Linked DNA regions of Arachis hypogaea: region 2 is linked to region 1. The links are chromatin contacts, called in public Hi-C maps. All regions are on one chromosome and are shown on one strand. Each heading gives the region's core, a stretch centred on a gene start, on an enhancer-like site or on the middle of the called end of the contact. The rest is flanking DNA. Distances are from core to core; before and after follow the strand shown. Region 1 overlaps LOC112733406 (probable pectinesterase/pectinesterase inhibitor 40). Region 2 holds the start of LOC112733408 (B3 domain-containing protein Os07g0563300).

The links. Hi-C and Micro-C count contacts between places; a contact is called where the count stands out from the background.
Region 2: a Hi-C map of leaf shows a contact between it and region 1, with 3 times the contacts expected there. The contact joins the promoter of LOC112733408 here to the enhancer-like site in region 1. A contact is called at or near these places in 4 of 8 Hi-C or Micro-C datasets (leaf and an unstated tissue).

What each region holds. Positions count from the first base shown.
Region 1 is chr13:129,462,118-129,468,514 of arahy.Tifrunner.gnm2.J5K5, reverse strand. LOC112733406 (probable pectinesterase/pectinesterase inhibitor 40) reads right to left here. Exons shown (of 5, transcript XM_072212504.1): 4 at 1,913-2,064; 5 at 1,456-1,779. The coding sequence ends at 1,724. Among protein-coding and RNA genes, the nearest start is that of LOC112733406, 9.9 kb to the right of the region's middle. Within about 2 kb of position 3,539, at least 3 of the 3 cell types and tissues checked have open chromatin away from gene starts, as enhancers often do.
Region 2 is chr13:129,498,118-129,504,457 of arahy.Tifrunner.gnm2.J5K5, reverse strand. LOC112733408 (B3 domain-containing protein Os07g0563300) reads right to left here and starts at 1,252. Exons shown (of 14, transcript XM_025782349.3): 1 at 755-1,252. The coding sequence starts at 906.

The sequences.
Region 1 (6,397 bases), core at 2,290-4,789:
ATGACCAAATAGTATTGTGACACATGGCACACTCGTCTACGTCAACATGCCATGTATTATTGACCAACCCGTCATCATATTTGACTAAACTATGAAGTGACACGTGTTGCTAATGATTTACATCATCAAGCCACGTTAGCACGCCGTTAACAAAAAATGGATCAAGAACTACCATAGTAGACAATTTTAATACATATCACTAATTTCATAGACCACTTTAAAACTTAACTCTTACAATGACACTTTCTGACCTTTAGCACGCATACATAAGATATATAACTGCTAGGAGTATTTTAATATAAAAAAAAAGTATTTAAAACTTTTTTTATGAATACTTTTTTATGATATAAAAAATATTTTTTTAATTTTTTATTTCTATTAATTATTTTTAAAAAAAAATAAAAGATATAAAAATAAATACACAATATATATATATAATATTTTTTAATTGTAAAATTCAGTTAATATATATTTTAAAAACACGTAATTAAGTTATTAATTAAAAAAATTATAAAAAATATAAAATTTAAGTTTTTAATAAATTTATTTTATATTTATTAAAATAATTTTTTATTATTAATAATTTTATCTTAGGTTCTTACTAAATTCTAAATTGATAATTTATATAATATCTTATGTTCTTATGAGAGATTCATGCATCATGCATGTAAGCACGTGAATTGATGGATAAGATGGACAATGCAATAATCACGCAACTCATTTTTTCAAAGCTCATCATTTTGTCACTCTTCATACTTCCAATGAACTAATGAAGCCCCCAACTTTGCTAATATATATAATTGGAAAAGTTTAGGACAACAATTTTATTAAATTTTGACTAGTATGTAACTAGTTAAAAAAAGTGAATTATTAGATAAAATTTTACACAAATTTTATACTATTAAAATTATCATTGATGACTATTTGATAGCTACAAATCACAAAAATTACTGACTTCTTAACACCCCTCCATATAATTATATATAATAGTCTCTCAAACCGAAGAGGGGAAAAAAATTCGACCGCCATTGTATAGAAAATGTTTTCCGTTAAGATTTATATTTTTAATACCAAAAAAAAAAAGATTGGCTTGCTATACTAGTCAACAAAGCAAGTTTTTTTTTTTTTTTTTCACAACGTTTGTCAATTTTAGTGACTGAATTGTGTTTTAACAATAATACTTTGTAAATATTATAAATCAGACATCAAGAATACATAAACAATAGACTATGATGAGTGGGCCACAATCATTGTTAATTACTTAAATTAAGTGTGCCTGTTAAAGAAGCATACAATGAATTAATGATCACTGCGTACGCTTCATTCCCCCCAAATAAAAAGTCTATCCACCTAGAGAGATGGGTCAACGATTTTGAGTTAAGCAAGTATATAACTTTTAGAATTAGACTTCTACGGTTCTACCTAAAATTGTAATTTTTTGTTAAGAAAAATATGTAAGAATATCAAACTCATTTTCGTTGTATTTACTGAGTAGTTTACTATATTCATTTGCAGACACATATCTCAAAAATCAGTGGTACAAATTGTAGCTTATGGTAAGTATAGTAGTAAGTAATTTACAAAAGAAAATAAAAAAAATTATAAATTATAAATTTAACCAAAATAAAAAAGGTGTTGATGGTGTTACGAGGGTAACCTGAGATAGGTGGATTGGGTTTGAGAAATTGGCCCAAACGTCAAGAGGAGGTGGTCTCTGTCTTGCCTAGTGTCCGAAAGCTGCCGTCCGACTAGTATTTGTGAGAGAACGGAGGGTGGTACCTGCAAAGACACTCCGATGCCTAAGTCAGCAACGGGTTTTAGTAGGTTTAGAGAATATTGGAACTTAGAGATATCTGAGGGTGTCAGTGTATTTATAGTGATGAACCAATAACCACCGTTAGAGTAGTTTCACCTTTTAAGATGGATAACCGTCCCTTTATCTGCCAGCTATCCTTCGAGCCCAACTTCTTTGGAGTGGAGTCTGTGTTGAATCCGACCTTTTCTAAAGAAGTCGATAAGCGGTGAAGGCCAATCTTTAGATTGGGCCTTTTGATGTGTTTGAACCTAAATCATAACGTTGAGTCAGAATATAAAGAGATGGTATTTTTAGAACCTCATCACATATAGAAACCGAAGCCTTTGATTCAAATGAAGGGACAAAACAACACCCAAAAACACAATAGAACAAAACAACGTTATTAGTACTTGTCAAAATGGCAATATCCCTTGCAGCATTTTAACAGAAGCATCACACAAGAAAAATTCAAGACTACTAGTATCTTTGTCTTAGTACCAAAGATATCTTTAATTATCTTTTAAAGGTTTTTATTCATATCTACATGTTTGCAAAAATCATAAGAGCTCAATATAGATAAATAATGGTGACCACACCTTTAGGTACACGACATATGGCGAGTTTACATGGCCTTGATATTTGTTGAAGAAAGAACAAGATGTTTCTTTTATTCTTTTGCAGTTATAATGAAATCATAGAAAGTGGTGTAAAATCTCTTAATTCAGTTGATGGACTTCTTATTTTGGGTTGGCCTTGTAAACAATAATTTCTTTGCCCCTTCTTTTCCGGTCCAAGTTTTTCATCACACAAACACTCCAAGCCCAACAAGCAGCACTTGTGGTTAGGCAAGCAATTTCACCACTACAATTCTAACCCATTCAAGCTCACTCATAATTCTTAATTGGGTTAGATCGTCATTCTAGAATTCTACAATTCACCGGCTTAAACGGGTCAATCGTGGCGAGACTTTGTACCGATGGTCTATTTGTTAGCCTCATATAGCCACATCTCAGGTTCGATTCCCAGCTGTAGTTAGGTGTGATAGAACTTGAATTGTGTGTGTGAGTGTAGTGTATGTGAGTGGGTAATGCCTAGAATTGGGAGCTGTCTAATATATCAACAAAAAAAAAGGTCAATCTAAAAAAAAAATAAAAAATTATACAAATAAATTTTTTTATTAATCAATTTCAATTAAGTTAGTCTAACATAATAAAAATTAGTTATAACTAATATTATTTTAAATTTTATTATTTAATTTGATTAGACTTAATTCATAAAAAGATTTGGATATATAATATTACTCTCTAAAAAAAGAGTTGCACTAAATTTGTGCTTTTTCTATTGTGGCTTTTGGCCTCCCTTCGACCAAAAAAAAAAAAAAAGACGGACAATCCAAACCGCAAGATTTTTTTATTAACGATCATTACAAAATTGGTCAATCGAATTTTTAATAAATAAACCTAAATATCACTTGTTCAATTGAGATATATAAAAAAAAGTAACAGTGTTTTTAGAAAATTAAATTATTTTTATTTTACAAATAATCAACTAACAAAATAATAGATTTACAAAGATTAAGAAATTTGAATTGTTATTATAGAAAAGAATTCTTCATTTTCTGATTTGAACTCTCCACCATACCATGCACAGTAAAATGGATCTTTTAAGTTGCTATATTGTAGGGGTCGCGACAGATACTCAGTTGCCAAATGATAAGCTACACTCTATAATGTTGTCTTGGTCCTCTACTTGTGCCAATGAATCATTGACACCTGGCTTGTGCATAGCTTTTAATTCACATTTGGCCCTTATAAATACGGCCCACATTACCAAACAAACGAGTGTTCCAAAAACTCTTAAATTGCTCACCAACGCAGCAACGCTTATGGGCCACCTCATTAAATTCTAGATGATCCAGATGGCCCATCAATCTATTTTCAAATCTCAAATGTGTCCTCTTATTTTGCTCGTTAAGGATGAAAATTTACTAATTTAGAAAGGAAAAAAGAAATAATAATTATAATACAAAGATCTCCCTTGTTTTCACCTCCATTTTCCATCCGAGTGTGGTTAGCGTTAAACACAATGGGCCTATGATATTAATGTGTTGGGTATTAAATGGGAAGCCATTAGTTGTTGGAACAGTTGTTGTTTTCTTAGTGCACGTTTTTAATTATTTTTTGCTTGTTTGGGTCCAGAACTCTCTATCTTTTGCATACCCCGACGGCCCCAAATCTCTTATCTTTTGCCATAGAGCTTTCAAAATATCTCGTGTTTCTGTCTCCTTCGACAAACTATTGCTGGCGGGATTTTTGCATCCATAAAATCTCTTCGTGATTCAGGATTTCGGTGAGCTCTGCTACCAGCCGCTTCTCTAATTCCTCAAGAAAAGGATTCCTCCCATAATCTGTTGCTCTTTGAATTCCTCTCAGTCTGTTCAAGATCCCCCTTTTCTTTCTGAAAACATTACCAAAAACATTCCTGTTCCACCTTTTTAAGTTCACCGCTAACTCCTTCAAAGCTCCCGGTAGCCAACGCTTTCTGTCCCAACTTCCACTAATGAACTGAAAGAAATCAGGGTGGATACTCCACATCGCCTCAAAACGGAAAGGCTTTTCCCCACCATCAAATTGTTCTGGTCTGAGGACGGCCAAGAGGGGGTGATGGTCCGAATTGACCCTCGGAAGAACTTCAATTCTTGCATCACCAAAGAGAGTCCTCCAACTAGAGGTTGATATAGCTCTATCCAGCCTCTTGAAAACTCTATCTAATCCCACCCTTTGTCCGCCTTTCCAAGTAAATCTTGTACCAACAAATCCAAGGTCCAAGAGCTTGCAGTCATCCATCCAATCCCTAAACCTCCTGCAGGCATGCATATCAACTTGTCTACCCCCTTTTTTTTCTCCCTCATTTTTAATTTCATTAAAATCACCTATAAGCATCCAAGGGTCCTTATTTCTCTTGGAGAAGTCTTTTAAATTTTCAAAAAATATTTTTCTTAAATTCTCCTGCGGACTTGCGTAAACAGCTGATAAAGTCCAAACCTTTTCCCCTGAATATTCAATTTTAAGGTGAATGCACTGATTAAATTTCTCTATAACTTGCATCTTCAAATTACTATTCTCCCACAAGGCCCATATGCCACCCGAGAAACCATTAGCTTCTTCAATAAAATAAAATTTAAAACCAAGAGTAGATATTACCTCCAAAGCTCTAGCCCCACTGCATCTGGTTTCAAAGAGAAGAGTTATGTCTGGTTTATGTTGCCTTCTAAGTTCCTTTAGAGTTTGAATGGTAGCATCATTCGCAACTCCTCTTATGTTCCACGCCAAAATATTCATCATTAAGAGTTATTTTGTACTCACTACGTATCAAGTTCACCCATCAGGGTAATCACTGGGCCTAAGCCCTTCTATGAACATTGCATTTCATCCCCCTGAAGGGGAAAGCTTTCTCCATTTCCATCTTGTACCACCATAATGGGTTGCTCATATGCTTCCACTGCTCTGCTTAATTCTTTTGAATTCATAGGACTGAAATCAGGGGGCTTTGGCTCTGGGTCTGGGGGTTCTTCCACTCCTTCCATATCCTGGAAGGTATTAGGAACTTCCAGGGAGAGGGTTGGACTTATGGGGTCTGGCTCCTTCCAATTTTCTGGATTAGGCCTTGTGTTTTCTATATCCATACGGTGGTTTTGGTCTATTGGGGCTTTGATGTTATTATTTTGTGTAGACATGTAATTTTGGTCTATGTTCATTTGTTGATTTGGGCTAGGGTTGGTTCCTTTTTTAATTGTTGCAGGTTGTTGGCAGTCTTGGGCAGGTGGAGCTTGTGGGTTTGGGCCAGAGTTATGGCTTTTTTGGGCTGTGTGTATAGCTAAAGGTATGTTTTTGGCATTAACATTAGGTTTGTGTGTCTTTTTGCCTCCCTGAAAGCTTTCAGTTGTTTTGTCTTTATTAGCGTCATTACCTGACTGCTCATGATTGGTAGGATCGTGGCTTTCCTCGTTATTTGCTTGCAGAATTGCAAAACGGGATGATTGTACTGTACTATCCTCTTTCCCTTTTTCTTTTCTTCCCTCGCCATTTTGCATTCCTTCCCCTGATTTCACGCTCCTCCTGCCACGTACACTTTTCTGAACTAGCATCCAAGGCCCATAATTCTCCTATGTCTGCTCAATGACATTTTTACCCTTTCCATTGTCTTTGTTGACCATTCTGCCCTCACCTTCTACCTCCAACGCTGAATTCTGAATTGGATTCTGGTTTGGTTTTGAATTCTGCTGGTTCTGTGCAGCTCCATTCCCACTTTGAGCTACTGGACATTGGTTCTTTTCATGCCCTATACGCCCACAACCAAAGCAGACCTGGTGCAATCCTTCATACTCTATCTTATGCGGTCCTCCATTGATTAGATATTGAGAAACCAAGGGCTTGTCCAGCTCAACCTCTACACAAATACGCGCAAACTTCCCTCGGCTTATCTGAGCAGTATTAGAGTCCACTTTAATCGTGCGACCCGCAATGCCTCCTATCTTCTCAAGGATTGCCCTATGATAATATTCTATAGCAAGATCAGGAAGCCTTATCCAAACTGCTATGT
Region 2 (6,340 bases), core at 3-2,502, 38 kb before region 1:
TTTAAGGGATTGGATTTAAGGGTTACTTGGCAATTCCTCATTTCAAAATACTCCCAAGCAAGACTCTTCCGCCATCCCTTTTAATCCACTATTAGTGTTCATAATTTCATATCATAGTCTAAAATGTAAAACACCTCCCAAATCCCACAAAAAAATTGAAGGTTGAAAGAAATCAAAACCAAATAACCCTCTCCAAAACTATCTATACATAGAACCTAGTCACGTAATTAAAAGAGCCCCTCAGTCCCGCTTATAAATGGCCCCCTAAGAAATTCTTCAAACTTCAGCGATCGTCACAATATACATTCAAGGTTCCAAGCTTTTAAATACATTATAAGAGAAGTTATTAATGGAAAGAGGGTTCCGTCCATCCGATCTCCAACACACGCTAACAAGAGCTTTTTAAATTAAAAGAAAAAAGGAAAGAAAAAACAAAGAAATAAAAAGTGACCCCAGCTATTTAGATTAAAACCGTAAAAGAAATTTTTTTTTTTTCCAAAACTAATCTCCAATTCACATTATAATTCCAAAACGCCACGCAATGAACAAAAATATGGGAAGTTTCAAAAAGAAAGAGCAAAAGGAGCAAACTTTGTATGAAAATCCCAAAGGCAACCAACACTAACACTGATAAACCTCAGCTAATTCCCAATCTAGTGGCATAAACAGCGCAGAAGTAACCAAAAGAGAAATATATATGTGTGTGTGAAGGTTGTAGTAACAGAAAAAAGATAAAGTCAAAGAAACTAGTTACCCGCATCGATCACAAAGTTCAGCTCGGTCTCCGGAACGGAGTCTCCAACCTTTCTTAGGTATTTGAGACTTCAATTCTTTACATTCAGGGTTGTAGCAGAACCCGGACGACGGCAAGGAGGAAGAAGACACGGAAGCAGCAGCAGAAGCCATTGAAATTTGAAACTATACAACTCTGCAAACTTTTAACTACACCACCAAAATCAACAAGCAGCACCGAGGAATCTGCGAAAGAAAGGTGGCGTGCTTCTGCAGAGAGTGAAAAGTGGAAGAGTTGTTGGTGGCGCGGCTTGATCTGTAATCATACGTGAGTGAGTGAGGGAGAGAGAGAAGAGAAAGAGGGAGGGGGTAGAGAGAGAAAGGTATGATACGGTATGGTGGGAGTAATAAGGACTAAGGAGTCTTTTTCTTTTTTTTTTTTTTTTTTTTTTTTTGGGGACATGGAGTAGTAAGGAGTCTGAATTGTTAAATGTAGTAAGTAGTAACGTCGGAGAGAGAGAGTGTGTGTGTGTGTGCGTGCGTTGTTGTGAATTTGGGTTTGGCCTCCGGAGATGCCAACGTGTTTGTTAGATTGGTTTTTTTTTTTAATTAAAAATACTGTGAAAATTCAGATGTAACTAATTGAAATTAATAGTTAAAAATAATTAAATAATTTAATCAGTTAAATTTTTATCTAATAGATCTTAATATTAACTTTTCATAAAATTAATTATATCCTTAAAGATATAGATAAAAAGATATTATTTTTTCGAATTTTAAAATTAAAAATAAGAAAGATTGGCTTGAGTTGATTTATGTTGCAGTTAATTTCTTAAATTTTTTTTGAAAAATAATTGAGAATACATATATTTTAACTTTTAAATAAATAAATATTAAATTTTTATCTTTTTGATATTTCTAAAATATAACACATATATTTAATTTTTTTACTCTTTTAAGTTCTAAAAAAATAATTAAAAGAATGACAAACTTATCTTTGAATAAATAACCATAATTAATTGGTAATTATTTTATTATTATAGTTAAATTAAGAAATTTTCATTAAGAGAATTTTAATTAGTAGATTGATATTAATTCGAACATTAAAATATAATTTTTTTTGAATGCACGATGGGAAAGAATTTATAAATTTTTGTCTGTCAACGTTATGGTAAAGTGCTATATACAAACTTCTTATAAACTTTCTTTTGAGTTATAGGTTTCTGTGTATATATAGTTAATTAATAATAATAATAATAATTTTGGTCACAAGTATATGGTTGTATAATTATAAATACATATAGTTATTTGACTAATTTATAGTTTACTTATAAGTTAAAATATGAGTAATCACCCACTTCAATTTCTAGTTTTATCTGGATGAATAAAGTGATTTCTAAAAAATTAAGAATTTTATATTGGTTTTTGTTTTTGCAAGTTTTGGGACAACACAATCTTTTCTGTTGAATCGAACGTTAAAGGTTGATCTACATGAATTATTAAGGAGTAGTGAGGTTGGATAAGGAGTAGTTATTTGTCCAAAATTGTTAAAATGAAAACGGCAACATTGTAAATTGAATTTTGTTGTGAAAACTCTTCTTCTCTGTTTCAAAATCATTAGAATCAATTTATATTAATTAGTATTGTCTAGTATATTTGTATATTAATCGTAGGATTCTATGCTTTTATTGCTTTAATTCATTTACCACCTATAAATACCCCTTGTATATTGTACCTATGATAACTCAATAATACACTTTTCAGATTACTCTATCAGTCTCTTGTTTCTAACATGGTATCAAGAGCCTAAAGTTTTTTTTTCCAATGAACATTTGTTCATAGCCTCCTTATTTTTCTCTTCCGACAGTGCTTCTTTGCTCTGATTTTTCGTTCTGTTTCCGACGCTTTGGTTCGTTACCTCCGCCACCGTTGTGTTCATCTCTCCGTCAGGATTCCAACGCCGCCGGAACCGTCGCCTAAAGCCGCCGAACACGCCCTCACGCGCCGCCGGAACGTCCCTGCCCACCTCCATTGTTCCTCCTCCCAGATGCTTCAATAGCCATTGAATCTTGTTGCTCATCCCACGATCCTAGAGCCTCCATGTGTCACGCCGCCAGCTTCCACAGCGACCCGCGCGCCCGCTATCGACCCGACCCGGCCCGGCCCGCTGGTTGACCCGACCTCCACTTCAGCGCCAGCCTGTCTTCTCCGTCCTCTCGCGGGCTGCCACGTGTCACCGTTCTGTTGACGTGGCGCTGACGTCACTGCTGACGTGGTGCTGACGTGGCAGTCAAGTGGGACCCTCCCTAAGGTTTTTTGGTGAGCTCTTTCCAATTCTACACTCCGATTTCTCATTTTCTGCTCCGAAATTGCCATTTTCTCTCCTCTCTTTGATCTTTGTGACTACTATCATGGAAAAGCCAGATATTTTTGCTGCCACCGACAGAAAGGGTAAATTCTGTCGAAATTGTAACCGTTCTAGGCACCTCTTCCCCGACTGTCCTTCTGTTGAATGTCGCACATGCCACCAGAAAGGTCATATTAGCTATCATTGTTCACAGCTGTTCTGCCGTTACTGCAAGCTCTCGGGACATTTAATTACTGCCTGTCCTACTCGCCCACCACGTCCTAGTCCACTCAACTCGTCTCCTGTCTCTCTTTCTGATATTGCATCTCTTCTTCAGCGTCTTCTCTCTGATTCTGGTAATACCCCTGATGCTTTTTCCACCCCTCCAGGTAATTCTAAATGGTACTTTGACTCGGGTTGCTTTAATCACATGTCTCCGTTGCGTCATATTTTCTCGTCCATGTCTACCACTATAAATGGACCTTCTGTCAATACTGCAAATGGCTCCCTCTTGCACGCAACACACAAGGGTTCTATATCCCAGTCAACTCTTAATCTTCCTGATACTTATTATATTCCCAAATTAAACTTCAATCTTATTTCTGTTGGTCAACTTGTTGATCTGGGTTTTGAAGTCACTTTTTCCGTTTTTGGTTGTCGTGTACAGGATCCTCGGACGGGACAAATCATCGGGACTGGACGTAAGGTCGGAAGGTTATTTGAACTCGAGAATCTTCATATTCCTCCTGTACTAAATCTCTGTGCTGCTTCTTCTCTCTCTCCCTCCACTTATGGCATCAGCGTCTTGCCCACACCTCCTTAGGAAAACTGCGTCCTCTTGTGTCTCAATGTGTTTTAGGTCAGGTTCCAAATGAATCTTTTGATTGCATTTCTTGTCAAACTACCAAACAACCTGCTTTATCTTTTCACAATAATTCATCTCTTGCTTGCTCTCCTTTTGATCTCATTCACTCTGATGTTTGGGGCCCCGCTCCCATTGCCTCTATGGGCGGAGCTCGATACTTTATCGTTTTCATTGATGATTATTCCCATTTTACTTGGGTTTATTTGATGACTAATCGCCATGAGTTACCTCAGATCTATATCAACTTTGCTACTATGATTAAAACTCAGTTTTCCAAGGTCATTAAGGTTTTTCGACGTGATAATGCTATGGAATACCGTGATTCTAAACTCTTAGCCTTTCTTGCAGAACAGGGTACTTTGTCTGAGTTTTCTTGTCCTGGTACATCTCAACAAAATGGTAGAGCTGAACGCAAACACCATCACATTCTTGACTCCGTCTGTGCAATGCTCCTTTCTTCTTCGTGTCCTGAGCGTACTTGGGGTGAAGCTGTTCTTACTGCTGTTCATGTTATCAATAGACTCCCTTCTTCTGTTCTTGGTAATGTTACTCCCTTTGAGCGTCTTTATCATACCTCCCCAGATTATAGTTCTCTTCGAGTTTTCGATTGTGTATGTTTTGTTCTTCTTCAACCTCATGAACATAGTAAACTTGAACCTCGGGCTCGTATGTGTTGTTTTCTTGATCATGGCACTGAACACAAGGGTTATCATTGTTGGGATCCTCTCTCTAAACGTATTCGTATATCTCGTCATGTTGTCTTCTGGGAGCACCACATGTTTTCTCGATTCTCATCCTTTGAGTCCATTCCTACTACTCAGTCACCTTTGTTTACTAACCCCAATGTTGATCTTTTTCCTAGTGATGATTCTATAGATTCTATCTCGAGTGACCCTCCACAGCCTCTTGTTCTTCTGCCTTCTCCATCTCCCGATGATTCCAGACCGGACGATGATCCTGCTCCTACTGTCATGCCTCCTCCTCCCGCTCGTTCTTTTAGGGTAAGGAATCCACCTCCTCATCTTCTTGATTACCATTGCTTCTCTACTATTCTTCATCAACATGAACCTAAGACATTCTGAGAAGCCTCCTCAAACCCAAATTGGCAACAAGCAATGCAAGAAGAAATACAGGCACTTGAAAAAGCACACACTTGGAATCTGGTTGATCCTCCTTCTGATCAGGAAGTTGTGGGCAGTAGATGGGTATACAAGATCAAGACTCGCTCTGATGGCTCTATTGACCGTTATAAGGCCCGCTTGGTTGCTCAAGGTTGTACGCAAGAGTATGGTATTGATTATGAAGAGACTTTTGCCTCTGTCGCTCGTCTTACGTTTGTTAGAGCTCTTCTTGCCATTGCCGCGGTTAAAAAATGGTCCCTCAGTCAGATGGATGTGAAGAATGCATTTCTTAATGGGGATTTGAAAAAGAAAGTCTATATGAAACCACCTCCGGGATATCCTTGTCCTTCTAATAAGGTTTGTCTCTTTCGCAAGGCACTTTATGGACTTAAGCAAGCTCCTCGTGAATGGTTTGACAAGTTCAGCACTACCATATGCAGTCTTGGTTTTACTTCTAGCCCTCATGAGAATGCCCTCTTCATTCGTAAAAGCGAACGTGGAGTTATTCTTCTACTTTTGTACGTTGATGACATGATCATTACTGGGGATGATGTTGATGGTATCTCTGATCTCAAGGCCTCACTTCACCGTACCTTTGAGATGAAAGATCTTGGTTCTCTCAGCTATTTTCTTGGTCTCGAGGTCATCTCCACCGATGATGGCATCTATCTCTCTCAAGCTAAGTATGCTTTAGATCTTCTTACTCGCGCTGGGATTACAGATAGTCGCACTGAGTCTACTCCTCTTGAGCCTAATGTTCGATTTACCCCTATGGATGGCACTGTTTTGGATAATCCGACTCTCTATCAACAGTTAGTTGGCGGTCTCGTCTACTTGACTGTCACCCGACCAGACATCGCCTATCCGGTTCATGTACTTAGCCAGTTCTTGTCCGCTCCTCGTACTACTCACTATGCGGCAATTCTTCGCATTCTTCGCTACATCAAAGGCACTCTATTTCATGGCCTTTATTATTCTGTCCATTCCTCTTTGTCTCTTCAGGTTTACTCCGATGCTGATTGGGCAGGTGATCCCACTGATCGTCGTTCTACTACTGGTTACTGTTTATTTCTTGGCGATGCTCTCATTTCTTGGCGTGCTAAGAAGCAAACGTTCACTGCTCGCTCAAGCACAGAAGCTGAGTACCGTGCCCTCGCTGACACCACTGCTGAAGTTATCTCGGTTCGTTGACTTCTCGAAGATTTAGGTGCTCCTCAGTCGTCCCCTACTGATGTTTTTTGTGATAACCGCAGTGCTATTCAGATCGCCCATAAT